Regions from separate parts of the Rattus norvegicus genome. Here region 2 is linked to region 1. Evidence: chromatin contacts called from public Hi-C data. All regions are on one chromosome and are shown on one strand. The core of a region is the stretch at or near the end of the contact, and the rest is flanking DNA. Distances in the headings are between cores, read along the strand shown.

Region 1 (7,136 bases), core at 1,285-3,784:
GCGCATTTCTTGTTGATGTGAGAAAAATCCCCGAGACTGGGCCATTTATAAAGAAAAAAAGTTTGTTCGATTTGTGCTTCTCGAGGTTGCAAGTCTAAGAGACCAGCACCAGCACCTGCTTAACATGTAGGGAGCCCTCCTGGTGCCGTAACAGAAATCAGACAGGTATGTCAACCCAGGTGTGTCTTCCTGCACTGTATCATCATGGGTCCACCCTCATGACCTCACCTAATCCCAGTCATCTCACAGGTGGCACCTGTGAATGTGTGTGCTGTGGGGCAAGGGTGGGGTGAGGGACACAGACACATTCAAACCACAGCATCCGTGGAAGCTCACCCCAGGACAGAGGGAGAGAGTCGACCTGGGGGAAGTACTGGGCTAGGGGAGGTGAGGGAAAAGGCTCTGCTTTTCTTGTGTGCCCCAACCCCCCACCTCATGACTGCTATTCAGAGAAGATGACAGCAGGATGACAAGGGCAGCCAGCCTCACAGGATCTGGCTTTTCCAGCTCTAGGGGTGGGGACCCTGGAAGGGGGCAAGGCAGAAGCATCAGGGAGAGGCAGAGAACATGGCCCTGGCAGGGCAGAAAGGGAAGCTGGTGCCAGCTGCCCAAGACCATGGTGTAGGGACTATAGCACAGCCTTTGCAGGAGGAAGAGGCCAACGAGAGCGATGGTGCACAACATGAGAGAGATCTGCAGTTCCTCGGGCTCCATCGTGGAACACTGAGTGCCTGAGAAAGGCTAGTGTGAGTAGATTTGTGAACTGTGAATTTCAGCAATGGGTGGCCACATTGTGCACCAGAGCCAGATGTCACCAACCACCCTTGGGCAGACCCAGTCTGGCTACCAGACTACACCAGGGAGTCCACAACATGAAGAATGTAGCAGAATCATGACCTCGATTTCCATCCACCTTAAAACAGCTGCTACTGTAGGCTACCCATGTCCATTTACCACTACGACGAGGAAATAATGGAATCTGGCTATAAAGAAGAGAGGCTCGTTTAGTCCACAGTGTAGAGGCTGAAAGTCTGAGTGACACAGCTCTGACAACAGCCTCTCTGGTATGTCCTATCATTGTGACAGCTAGGAGACCCACAGGATGGACAGGAAGACAGCACAGGGAGGGACAAGTCACTCTCACAAGAACTATCAAAACACCACAAAACTACCTTGCTTAATTCTGACAACCCACCCCTCCCCCTCCCCCTGCCTCTTAATGTCCTCATGTTGGGGGTCAGGCTTTTAATGCAAGAACCCTTGGGGTACAGTCTGATCACACCTGAACCATAGCAATGTTTGCATCACAGAGCGGAAAGAATATGGAATCCCTGGGGATTTGGGAAGGAGGGAGGAAGCAACAGAGATGGGAAAGAGATGACTTAAGAGGAAGCAAGATGGTGGGCGGGTGTGTACAGGGAAGTGGTTCCTCCTCCTCTACTCCCCCCAACCCCCGCCTCGTCAATTAAAGCCACTCTGTTCATGAACATTCTTGGTGGAGAATAAAGCTCAGATCCAGTCCCGAACTGCTGTGGGGTAGACTGGGAACCCTGAGGTCATATCCTGTAGAACCCACCAAGGGCTGTGTCACGGTTGCTTTTTCCTGGACACGCCCATCGCTCTGTGTCCTGAGGCAGGCGTGGCAGGGCTCCAGCAGTATACGGCCTCCAGCCACCTCTCTCTTTGCCCATTCTGGAGCCAGCGTTATTGGGCCATTTGATTTCACAACCTTCTTCCGTGGTCAGAGTAGCACGGCACAGCATAGCAAAACTACTCAAGTACCTGGGACCATCTGCCACATGGACAAGGAAATACCACAGCGGCGTCCAGCACAGGTGTGGGCTAGCCAGTGACAATACTGGAGGTGGTGCTGGTGGGTGCAATGCCCAGAGTTGGCTTTGTGCTGTTGTCACAGCTGCTGTTCCCTAGCAACAGCGGCAGGCCCAGCTTTGCTAGTGGATCTGCGAGTTGGAGGTAATTGCCTGCCACTGATATTTCCTCTAACAATCCCTTAAGGTGATGTGATTCAGCTTCGACCAGTGGGGCTTAAGACAAAGTGTGCTGTGAGAGCTTCCGGGGAAGTTTTTGTTTACCTCATTTTGGAAACTGACTGGCCCTGCTCTGGTAACACACTCGCCTTCAACCTGCCTGGAACAGGCACTACATGGGCGCTGAAGGCTTTGCTGTTTGCCAGGAACCTTACAAACCCAGGCAGCACTCTACCCACCAGCCTCATGCCTAGCCCAGTACTCGTGCTTTTTATTCTGAGACAGGGTCTCACCGATCTGCTCTGGCTAGTCTTGCCCTGTAGCCCAGGCTGACTTTGAACATGTTATCCTTCAGCCTCACCCTCCTGAGTAGCAATGATGGTTACTCATGCCACCGGGCTGCCCTGGCTGGTATCATGTGACTCTGAGAGATAAATATGAGGAAAGAGGCCAAGGGAATCTGAGTCAGCGGCCTGGCATTTGCAAGCCTCTGAAGCAAGGCTACCAGCTGCCTGCTCTAGACTCTGGCTATAAATGAGGTTATGCATCAGCTACCTGCAGCCAAAGACATTCCTAACAGATCCAACACTGAGCTGCTCAAGGGGCGAGAGGCCCGTGTAGACACGGAGGCTCCACGGCTAGCATTCCCTGCACAATCATGTGCCACCCATTTCTGTTCCCCAAAGCATCCTGACATCATCGTCCTTCAGAGGTGACTCAGGGAATCACCCCTCCCCCCGCCACGTGCCTATCAGAGCTCAGCTGATTAGAAGGAAATGACACCACAGTAGAATTCGAGCACATATCGAGAATGTGGCTGGTGTCCATGGAAGTCAACAATGAAGAAACGGCAATGGGGGAAAGGAGCAGTTGAGCCGCCATTGCTGCAACCCGGAAAAATCCCAGCATGCCCCTGTCTACCAAGGCAGTTCACTCCCACCAGGTTCCCAAGGATTCCAAGGGCCTCTGCTCACCTTATCAAGACTCTCCCTGTCTCACTGCAACTCTCCCCGAGGCCCCAGGTGACTATTGCATGAACTTCCTGCAAGTGGCAATCAATTCTTAGTTACCTTGTTAGCCCCAGTGCCCAGCTAGGGCCTGGCATGGGTTAGGAGCCCATCTGGAATGGGGAGATACAATAAACGCATGCAGGAATCCCCCGGAAAGCAAGAGCAGAGCGGTGGGTTTTCAAGAGTGAGCTGTCAGCCTTCAGTAGGGCTGAAGATGAGATGGAACTGAATGGGTAAGCAGCTGCCGCTTGTGTTCTAGAATCCTCTGAAGACCTTGAGTGGTTTCGAGACAGTCTTCCAGCTCTGTGGCTGGCCCCACTTGGGTTCCTCTTTCACAGTGTGGGGTTAGCTCTGCTGTTTTCACAGGACCCATTGCCATCAGTGGGGGCTGCTTCTTGTATGGCGTGAGGAACGGGGAGGGCTTGCGATATCCTTGCCTTTGTGTCTGATGACCACAGTCTTCTCTCTCTCCACCAAGGCTTGTCACACACTGCTGGGCGCACCCCTGCATCTGACCTGGCTAACATGGGATGCGGCCAGGGAGACATTTCTAGCAGGCTGGGCAACTGTGCAGGGGATGCGCAGGGCAGATTGTACTTGGTAAAAGGCAGTGAGGAGAAAAAGAAAGGTGAAGAGAGCCTCGATAAAATCTTCAACAAAAATTCAGCTATTTAGACGTTCTAGCTCAAAGCATACTAAGGCTTATGCCACAGGTGGGGAAACAGGTCCAAAACGCCCCCTTGTTTCCCAGCCGCCCCATGAAGTCAGCTGAACATGCTGTGCACTGAACAAAGCATCTATCTAGCTTTAGCTTCAGAAAACGAGACCAAACTTTCCGACAAAATTGCCTCGATGAGGGTTCTGAATGCCCATCCTCCTAGGGCGTTCAAACTTAGGGAAGTTTGAAGGAGAAACGGAAAATTGGGTACCCATTCTGTTTTCCCCAACTCCAGAGGCTCAGTTACTTACTCCAAGACAGCATACGAATTTTCTCACTTCCTACATTTGCTGGAGCCCTACAATCTTATTCCATTTTTTTAAAAAAAAATAATATTATTGTTTGGGTCTTTGTGTAGCCCTAGCTAGCTTCAAACGCAGAGATCCTCCTGCCTCTGCCTCTGAGTGCTGAGGCAGAGTGCTCAGGCCCGAGAGCCTTGTTGTAAAGGCACAGTGCCCAACACTGTAGCCAGAAAAGTGGCCAGACAAATGGAGCTAGCCCCCCAGTGTGAAAACACCAGTTTGCCCAAACCCTGAACATAGAGACATGTGAGGGTGGGGGAGTTTCTATTGGTCAGGCTCAAGAGCCAGGCTAACTCAGCACCGTGGCTGTGTTCCCCACCCTGGTAAAAAAAAAAAAAAATATCAGAGCAGGTCACGTGACCATGGGTAGCCAGGGAGCCTGTTTTGAGCATTTTCCATTGATGAACATGATTATGCCTCCAGCAGTGCATGTGCTCCTCAAAAAAAATCTATGTTAAATCCCTGATTTCTCCTGGATGTTCTACTTCTGTTCTCCCAAGGAAGGGCAGAGGGTGAAGCCCTAAGTGGCAGGTGAATAGAGCAGGTGGCTGCTCCATTTTCACAGCTCGGTTTGCATGAGCTGTTTCAATGACAGGTGACTTAGCCAAAGAACCGCTGTGGTTACCATGGCACCCTGCCATCCAACACAGCTGTGGAGCCAACCAGATTTGGAATGGGTGTTCTGGGGGGTCAGTCCCAGCTCTCAGATAGGTGTCAACAGAGGTCAGCTGGCTCATCATGCTGGGTGTGGCTTGGCGTCTGCTGAGCAAACAAGCGGCATCTTCCCGGGAGGCCACCTTGACACACTTTGGCCCAACCTGTTCTCCTGAAGCTGGGGTTTTGTAAGAGGCCAAATTCCAGGCCGGGGCAGAGTAAACACGAGTGCGTGGCTAATGATTGGTGAGTCTGCCTGGACCACAACTGACCACACATTTCAGAAGAGACTTTGCCACCACACCTGACCTCATGCCGACTGTTTATAGTGAGGCTAGGAACAACCAGGGGCTTCCTGGTCCCCATGGTGTCTGCTGCTGATTCCTCTCTGTCCTTTGAAGAGTAACAGAGACATAACTGTTATCGACTTGGAATTCTCTGCCCTAATCTGTTTAACAAGTAAATAATATTTTTCTGCTTAAAACCTTACGTCCATCTATCACTTCACAGTCGTCAAAAAGATTCCCAGTTCTACCCTGGTTTCAGTTTTGGGAGAGTGGGATTGACAGTCCAAACTCATCGAGGGCAATGACTTGCCCAAGGACACACAGCCAGGAGATGTCTGGGTCAGAAGTTGACATTTTTCTACAAGAAGGTCAGGCAACAACAGTGCTTATATTATATTTGTACTTCTGACACAGGAGATAAACTTTCCCTCTAGGTAGAGAAGCTTAGCGTAGAGTAGGAGGGTATGGGAGGGAACCAATGTATTTCCACCTTGGAGGTATCTCAGAATTCTGCCTCCACCTTCTGTTTAAATTTAGCCACACAAAAACAATGACTTCATGAAATTCTTAGGCAAATGGATGGAACTAGAAAATATCTTGAGTGAGGTAACCCAGTCACAAAAGAACACACATGGTATGCACTCACTGATAAGTGGATATTAGCCCCAAATCTCGGAATACCCAAGATACAACTCACAGACCACATGAAGCTCAAGAAGAAGGAAGACCAAAGTGTGAATGCTTCAGTCTTCTTAGAAGGGGGGACAAAATACTCAAGAGAGGAAATAGGGAGACAAAGTGTGGAGCAGAGACTGAAGGAAAGGTCATACAGAGACTGCCCCACCTGGGGATCCATCCTATATACAGACACCAAATTCAGACAATACTGTAGATGCCAAGAAATGTATGCTGACAGGAGCCTGATATAGCTGTCTCCTGAGAGGCTCTGCCAGAGCATGACAAATACAGAGGTGGATGCTCACAGACAACCATTGAACTGAGAATGGGATCCCCATTGGAGAAGTTAGAGAAAGGACTGAAGGAGCTGAAGAAGTTTGCAACCCCATAGGAAGAACAATATCAACCACCCAGAGCTCCCAGGGACTAAACCACCATCCTAAGAGTACACAGGGATGGACCTATGACTCCAGCCACATACAAAGTAGAGGATGGCCTTGTCGGGCATCAATGGGAGGAGAGGCCCTTGCTCCTGTCAAAGCTGGATGCCCCAGTGTAGGGGAATGTCAGGGCGGGGAGGTGGGAGGGAGTGGGTGAGTGGGTGAGGGAGCACCATCATAGATGCAGGGGGAACAGGGATGGGATAGCGGGTTTCGGGAGGGGAAAGGGGGAAAAGGGGATAACATAAAATGTAAATTAAAAATCCAATAAAAAATGTAAAAAAAAAAACCACAGCCATAGCCCTTTCAAGTGCAGTATCTATTTGCCCTCTTTTGGGGGTGCTGGGGACCTCACACTTCTTAAACATACACACACCAGTGAGCTCCACTGAGATGTCAGAGAAAGCAGTCTGCACTTAGACAGTTGTTTCTGGCCTGCTACCATCCCGCCATCTAGATCTGGACTTTCTAACCACTTATGACTTTGCACTTGAGAGACTTCAAAATACACACACACACACACACACACACACACACACACACATACACACACACTAAAACAAGACAGAGTCATGTTTAGGGGCATTTCAGAACTTGTTGGGAATTTTGTTCTAACCCCAAGACAAAATTCATTGAATAACTTTTTAAAAAAATGAAACTCAAATGTAATGTTAATTTAACTCAAACAGCAAACTTTATAAGCAAACTCTGTAAACCAGAGCTGTTCTGATTGGCTGCCCGCATGCTGAGAAGTGGCAGGAGGACACATCTGAAGCCTTCGGTGTTTGTACTTAAACCATTCTGCTCCTGTGAGAGAAGAAAGTTCTGTCTGCACAGTGTGAACACGGGAACTGAGAACACGGTGGTCTTGGACCTGAGCCAAGGTGTTTCTGGCATCGGTCAGCAACATTGTGCCGAGTGAACTCCTGAGCGGTACAAAGTGCTCAGAACCAAGTCTGCAGTGAGGTCGCCATGCCAGAAACACCGCGGGGCCATTACTCACTTGGTTCGAGTTAATTCTGATCTTTGTGTGCTCATAAATCTTTACCATTGTCAACT
Region 2 (7,273 bases), core at 4,692-7,191, 150 kb before region 1:
CTACAGTGGGCGACAGTCACTTGCAGAACTGATTGAAAGATTAGGAGCGTATCATTTAGCGACTGTGATTCAGCAACTCTGTTTCTATGCCTGGCAGCCTGTGCTTTTGACAACAAAAGGAGGTCATCCCCACGACCTCCTTGAGTAATATGATCTGGGAAATGTGGTTAACAATGGGTTAATATTTTTGTTATTTTGATAAAACTAATTTTACTTTTTGTGTGTCAGGGAGGGGCGGTGGAGGAGTTCATATTGGCCCAGCCAGTCTCAAAGGTTAAGCTGATCACAGTCTCTCACGATAGGTTACAACCCTTTGGGATATCAAATTTATTTCTACTCCTGTCCCACGCTGACCTCTCCTGTTTGGCTCTAAGGAAGTCCCGTGAGAGAGTTCAACCCTGGCCCCCCACCCCCAGAGGGAGGCCTGGGGGGGGGGTGTTGCCCTTCTTATAAGTCACATTTTAGGTACATCACATCTTATTCTTTCCTCACAAAAACTTTTCTAGCTCCAGGCCTAATTTGGTCTATTGTTGAACCAGATTCTTATAGCAATCGTTGTGACTGGAAGTGGATAATTTATAGGCTGATTGGCCATCTTCACCCCTATGCCCCCAACCACACCTGTTGGCGTTCCTTCTAGGCTCCGCCCCACAGTCACCTGGCAAGAGCCAGGTGTGCCTGACTCACTATAAAAAAGGAGCTGCTTGCCCCCTCCTCTCTCCTCTTCTCCTCTTGTTCCCCTTACCCTCTTCTTCCTGTCTCCCTATCCTCTCTCCCCTTTCTCCATGTGCACATGGCCAGCCTCTCCCCAACCCTCCTCTCCTCCTCCTCCCCCTCCTCCTCCTCTTCTTCTCCTCCTCCCTTTCTTCTTTCTTCTTCCTCTCTCTCTCTCTCTCTCTCTCTCTCTCTCTCTCTCTCTCTCCCTCTCTCCCTCTCTCCCTCTCTCCCTCTCTCCCTCTCTCCCTCTCTCCCTCTCTCCCTCTCTCCCCCTCTGCCTTTCCTCCCTCAACTCCCCTCCCCATGCCCTAAATAAACTCTATTCTATACTATACCTTCATGTGGCTGGTCCCTCAGGGGGAAGGGATGTTTCAAGCATGGGCCTGCAGAAGCACCCCCATTCCCCGAACCATACAACACCTCTACCAAACACAGCCCTGGCTTCTTTTTCTTTTTATAAAACAAAACAACACCCAGAGTATAAGCTTCGAAGAAGAAACCATGACTGTTTTTGTCTCTGGTGCTCAGCACAGTACTTGGCCATAAGTCCCTGCCCCTTCTACTTATAGAATTGTGTAACCATCTGTGGAATGAAGATATTCTAAAGAGCCTTGAGCCCTGCTCTTTTGGCTCTCAGAATATTGAACCATTGCACACCTCCTGCCCTCTATCTTATGTTAGGCCTCTGGAAGGCTGGGTTGGTGCCGTCATTCGGGTGCATTGACTAAATCTCCCTCTTCTGGTTCTCAAACATGTCTCATTGGTTGGTTGTTTGCAGGTGGCTGAGTGGGTGAACCTGGCGTGTTAGGATTACCAGGGCCCAGGCTCTGACTCTTAACAACTCCACTAACTATCTGATCAGAGTATATGTGGATAAGAACATACTTTAGTTCCCGTCTTAGTTGTGCTTTTTTTGTTATGAAGAGACACTTGACCACCGTTTGTAAAGGAAAACATTTCACTGGAGCTGGCTTACGGTTCAGAGGTTTAATCCATTATCATCATGGTGTAAAGTATGGCATCACGCAGGCAGATATGGTGCTGGCGAAGGAGCTGGGAGTTCTAAATCGGAGCAGCAGGCAGCAAGAAGAAATACTGAGAGAATAGGCCTGGCTTGAGCATCTGAGACCTCAAGGCCCACCTCCAGTGACACACTTCCTCCAACAAAGCCATACCTACTCCAACAAGGTCCCACCTCCTAATCCTGCCATTCCCTATGAGTCTATGGGACCATTTTCTTTCAAACCACCATAATCATCATCTTCAGGAAGTCCTGGTATGGCAGTTAACACTGAGGTGATCTGCCACGACCTAATAGGAAAGTAATGAGGAACCCAGGTTTACAGGGTCCAACACCAACATTGGGTCCTGTGTGTTGGCTCCTGGAACTCTGGCCCATGACAGGGTGCAGTTCCTGAAGTCCTGTACGCTTGCTTTTGTAACTGCTATAAACTTGGCACATTGAGGATTGAGACTAAGGACGAAATAGATAAAAATATGGGAGGTGGTTATTATTATTATTATTATTATTATTATTATTATTATTATTATTTAAGCCTTGCTAAGGGATCCAAAAATGGCACCACAAGCTATGCAATGTACAATAATTGCCATCAGGGGGCGCCCTTGCTGCATTTATAGCTCCGAGCATTTTGAACCAGGCAGTACTGTTTTTAACTTGGGTCTAGGCAGTAATCTAGTTTCTGGTGTCCTTTAGATAACTGCTGGTGAGTCTTAGTATTAAAGCTTTTCAGGGATAGAGATTTAGGCATGATGCAGACCTAGTCTGTATGTGCAGGGTCCTGGGTCCAATCTCCAGCATGAAAACAGACAAAATCCCTTTTTTTGACTACATGAAAACAGACAAAATCCTTTTCTGACTAGCTGCCCAAAACTCAGTGAACCTATGCATATTAGAATTTAGGATATTTACATTAAAGCCTGCGAGGAGGTGGAACCTGCACACGCCTAAGTCTAGACCTTGCAGAAACCAGAAAATGGGATTGGTGGTTTTTGCAGAACTGTGTGAAAGAATAGAGAATCCATGGGCTTTTCATATCAGAGAGCTAGATTGGATGTTAACATCATCTCGTGGTGATAGGTCTTTGGGAAACTGTGTCTTAGCCAGCACTTCTATTCATGCACAAACATAGTGACCAAGAAGCAAGTCGGGGAGGAAAGGGTTTATTCAGCTTACACTTCCACATTGCTGTTCATCACCAAAGGGAGTCAGGACTGGAACTCAAGCAGGTCAGGAAGCAGGAGCTGATGATGCAGAGGCCATGGAGGGATGATAATTACTGGCTTGCTTCCCCTGGTTTGCTCAGCTTGCTCTCTTATAGAACCCATGACTACCAGCCCAGGGACAACACCACCCACAATGGATCCTCTTCTTTGATCACTAGTTGAGAAAATGCCTTACAGCTGGGTCTCATGGGGGCATTTCCTCAAGGAAGGATCATTTCTCTGTGATAATTCCAGCTTGTGTCAAATTGACACACAAAACCAGCCAGTACAAATCAGCAGGGCCAATTCTCTAGGATAGTCCAGAGGCTCAGCAGTCCTGGTATTCCTTTTAGCAATATTCCGGATCCTTAGCACACGTGTAATAACATGTTGCCATCCCGGACTTACACTTGAGTTAGGGGGTTCTTGGATTGACCTCCACCTTCCCCACTAGCCTCAAAGTCCACTAAGCAGGAACTGCACGCCAAGCACCATAATGGCCTGGTTGGTAGAAGCTCCCAGTAAATGGGATGGAGGGACAAAGACTGAGCAAGTGGATGGGAAATTTGCTCCTTTAAATGTAAGACAAAAGAGTTTGGATAGGGGTTGGGGATTTGGCTCAGCGGTAGAGCACTTGCCTAGCAAGCGCAAGGCCCTGGGTTCGGTCCCCAGCTCCGAAAAAAAGAAAAGGAAAAAAAAAAAAAAGAGTTTGGATAATGCCCAAATGCCAATAATTGGAATAGGTGGGTGCAGTTGAGGGATTTGTCTATGGTGTATCACTGAACTGGTCTAAGAGGCTGGACTAGGAGAGAGCTCCAAGGGGAGAATTGGGTTATCTTGGTAGGACTTTTTCTTCTCCCACCATGAGATTCCTGAAGCTATTCCTATTTCTTTGGGGTTCGCTGTTTCAATAGTCTGGTAGCCAGACTGAGGGACACAAGCATCTCTAGGATATTTTTTAACTCTGGCAGGCTGGTTACAGCAACACAGAAGTTATCCTTTACCAGTGGAGTGTAAACACGGGAGAGTAACTGTCTTCAAGAAAGCAGGTCATGGCATGTCTTCAGCTGACAACCACAACACACGAGCCAACCAAACAGAACAGTTTGGCTTTGGCTCAGAGAGTCTGGAGGCTAGTAGTCCTGAGCTGACCAGCAGCCTTCTGTTCTCTGTCATCTAAGATGGCTGCTTGAGTGTCCTGACTCAGGGAGGCTGCAAGGCAGGCTGGGAAATGTAGTCTTTAAACTTTTTGCTCGAGAAGACTGTTAGAAATTGAGTTCATATTATTTAGGACAAATTAACAAACGCACATTGGGAGGAAATGAGTCTCTCCTGTGGACTCCATTTATCTCCAAAATTATTAGGGACCTTTCTGGATAGGGTGTTGATGTTTCGAAACTTTGGCTTTTAGTCCTTTGGTCACTGGGCAAGATGTGTCATTTGTCACATTCAGGCATTTAAAAAGTGTCAACATTAAAATCTGAAGGAAAGACACAAGACCAGGAGTGTCCTGTGGGTGTGAGGCTCCCCAAAGGGTAAACAGATCCTCACTCAGTGTCCTGTCCACATGCACTGTCCTAACGTGCTGCCACTGTAACAAAATACCTTAGGCTAGGGGAGTTATAAAGAATAAAGTGTGGTGTAACGTGAATAAATACATTAATGGAAAAAAAGAATAGAGTGTGTCATAGCTCACTATTCTGCCCCAAAGGCCTGAAGATACTCCACATCCCAGACCCCCACTGCTCCTCAGGCAGCTGCAAGCAGAAGGGTTTTTGCAGAGGGAACCTAGTGGTCCTGAATAAAGTGTTTCTGTAGGAGACCATGTGTGACGAGGGTGCCTGTGGTAAAAGCAAGGCCGCCTGCGTGCGCTCTGGAGGCTGGACTCAGTTCTGGCTCTATAAGTTCTTGTTGGCATCCACATTGCTGTTTCTGCCATATGGAGTTTGCTCTGAGGCTGGCTCAATGCAGGCAGGTGTTTTCTTGGCTTGCAGATACTGAGTTATGGGTTCCAGAGCCTCAACGGGAACATAAAACCCAACTCTTGTCCTAATTCCAGTGGCTTTTCCTGCTAGCTACACCTTGCCAGGTAACCTTAGACAGCATATTCTATGTGGTCACACACCACCTCGACCCAGCCTAGCTGCTAGTTCCGGCTTGCTGGTCGACCCGAGGCAGCATGCACTTACTCACCCCAAAGCAGGCCTGCACAGCTGCTTCTGGCTAGGTGATATGTGTTACTTCTAGGTAAGAACCCTTGATTGCACGCAGGATTGTGCACAGATTGGCAGTTCTCCCCTCCCGCCTCCCTCCGGCGTCCCAGCACCTTCTAATTAGGATTGTCTGTGCAGTGCTCTTAGTCACAAGTGATGGTGCACATCGGTCAATCAGCCTGAGCCTCTTCATTAAGGACAACCTTGAAATGAGCCCTCAGCTGTCCCTGACACACTGAGGGAACAGGCTAGAATTTCTGTAGGTTTCAAGCCACCGAGCTTCTGTCTGTTGGTGTGGTTGGTTGGTTGGTTGGTTTAGTTACAATTGCATTACCCATCCCAACCTGATTGACAGTTGTCTTCTATTTAGTTGCCTGATTTTTCAACATCCTTCCAATTTGGGAGGAATTCTCTAACCTTAGAGAGAGGCAGAGCCTTCCTACAGATGGCGGAAACGCCAGATACTCACTTTCCCAGCAGCCTTTGCAGTTCTGGTGCGTGGCTGGGGCCAGCGTCACAGCTACAGTGGCATAGCGTTGCTGGTGTGGGTCTGTGAAGAGATCCCGCTTTGCTTCTATTCCAGCGCTCTTCCTAGTCATCCAGCCTCTCCATCCATTCTGGGAGCCACTGTGTGCTTTCAGTAAGTTCCCTTTCACCTTGAGTCACCCGCAGCCCGTTTACATGGATGTGGCCAAGAGCCTTAGAAGCCTTAGACAGCTGCATTAACCTGAGGCTGACCAGACGCTGCGGTGAAGCAGGAGTGGAGGAAGGAACTGTCAATCTGAGATGGTTCCCACCCACTCTGGGACTCTTCTCCTGGAGTCGCAATGCATATTCAGCTCTGCGCGATAGCGCAGAGGTCTGCTCAGCCTTTGCACACATGAGCTTCCTTTAACAAAAATTGTAAAATTGGCGAATAATAGGAACCATAAAACAAAGCCGCAGCACAAATCTACCACGTTATTAATACCCCAGGCGCCATTATCCAAGACCCCTAGAGAACACCAGAAATTACGGCTACTCCCGAGCCCTACATAACAAGTCTGTGGTATTTAATTTATAGATCTCAGCACCCTTACCAGGCAGTCTCTCTCCTTGTTAAACGCTTTCCAGCTTCCCTTTGGCACATCTGAACAGCCAGCTCCTTACCATTAAGCCTTGGTCCCTGCAACACAAGCAACATATCATACAGTGGACCTGATAGCTGTGAGAGCGGCTAGCTGGGTGGGCAGTGCAGTGCCCGCTACCTGGAGACATTGGTCTGATGGAAGAATCTTTTTCCAGCTGAGATAGAATGGTCACTGCAGAGTTTCACCGGTCTGCTCAGAACATGGCTCATTTATTTCTGCAATTTCTTTATTTAAGTTTTTGGGATTGGAACGGGTTGATGTCTACTGAAATTGTGCGGAGAGGTGTACAATGGTGTAAGTGGTAACTTCTGGGGGTATACCCAACTGGAAAAGAACAGTTGGCATGACAACTCACGATGAACAAAACCTAATGTGTTCCGGTCGTTTACCTCCTTGAAGGCCACAGAGAAGTCTTCGTAGTTCGGATCATGTGTGTCTTGGTGAAGACTCAGAGGAGCATGGAAGAAGCTGAAATGGGGAAGAAACTGCTTTTATTTGGCTCACAAAGAGCGGGAGGGCAGGGCGGCTGCTCACCTGCAGTCACACTGGAGTTTGGGATTGGCTCACAAAGTGCGGGGGTGTGGGGCGGTTGCTCACTGGCTGTCACACTGGAGTCTGGGATTGGCTCACGAAGAGCAGGAAGGCGGGGCGGCTGTTCACCTGCAGTTACACTGGAGTCCGGGATTGGTTTTTATGCGGCAGCCAGGCTGCTCCCCTGTGGTGGAACCATATTGTAATCCAAGTTTGCCATACTGAACTGAAAATGGGTCAATGAACTGACCTCCTCCCCAACACCCTTCCCCCACACACATTATGGATCCTCATTCCCTCCTGAGAAAGGCACCCCACCCCCACCTAACCCCGCTGCTGAGTTGATCCTTTAAAGTAACACGGATCCCAACCAAAGAAGTTTGGAAGCCCAGAACTTTCTCATCTAAGTGGCTGCCAACGCCCCACCCCCTCGGTGGCGCTCCCTTGTTCTCGCCA

The links. A called contact is a pair of places that touch in the nucleus more often than the background predicts.
Region 2: a Hi-C map of liver shows a contact between it and region 1, with 5 times the contacts expected there. The contact joins two enhancer-like sites. A contact is called at or near these places in 4 of 12 Hi-C or Micro-C datasets (kidney, liver and mammary epithelial cells).

The regions. Positions count from the first base shown.
Region 1 is chr10:16,338,554-16,345,689 of GRCr8, reverse strand. No RefSeq gene overlaps it. Among named protein-coding and RNA genes, the nearest start is that of Cpeb4, 59 kb to the right of the region's middle. Within about 2 kb of position 2,534, at least 61 of the 93 cell types and tissues checked have an H3K27ac peak or open chromatin away from gene starts, as enhancers often do. A contact at or near this core is called in liver, where this site is marked.
Region 2 is chr10:16,490,524-16,497,796 of GRCr8, reverse strand. LOC134480659 (a long non-coding RNA gene) reads right to left here. Exons shown (of 2, transcript XR_010055310.1): 1 at 5,626-7,273; 2 at 2,886-2,982. Among named protein-coding and RNA genes, the nearest start is that of Bod1, 3.8 kb to the left of the region's middle. Within about 2 kb of position 5,941, at least 66 of the 93 cell types and tissues checked have an H3K27ac peak or open chromatin away from gene starts, as enhancers often do. A contact at or near this core is called in liver, where this site is marked.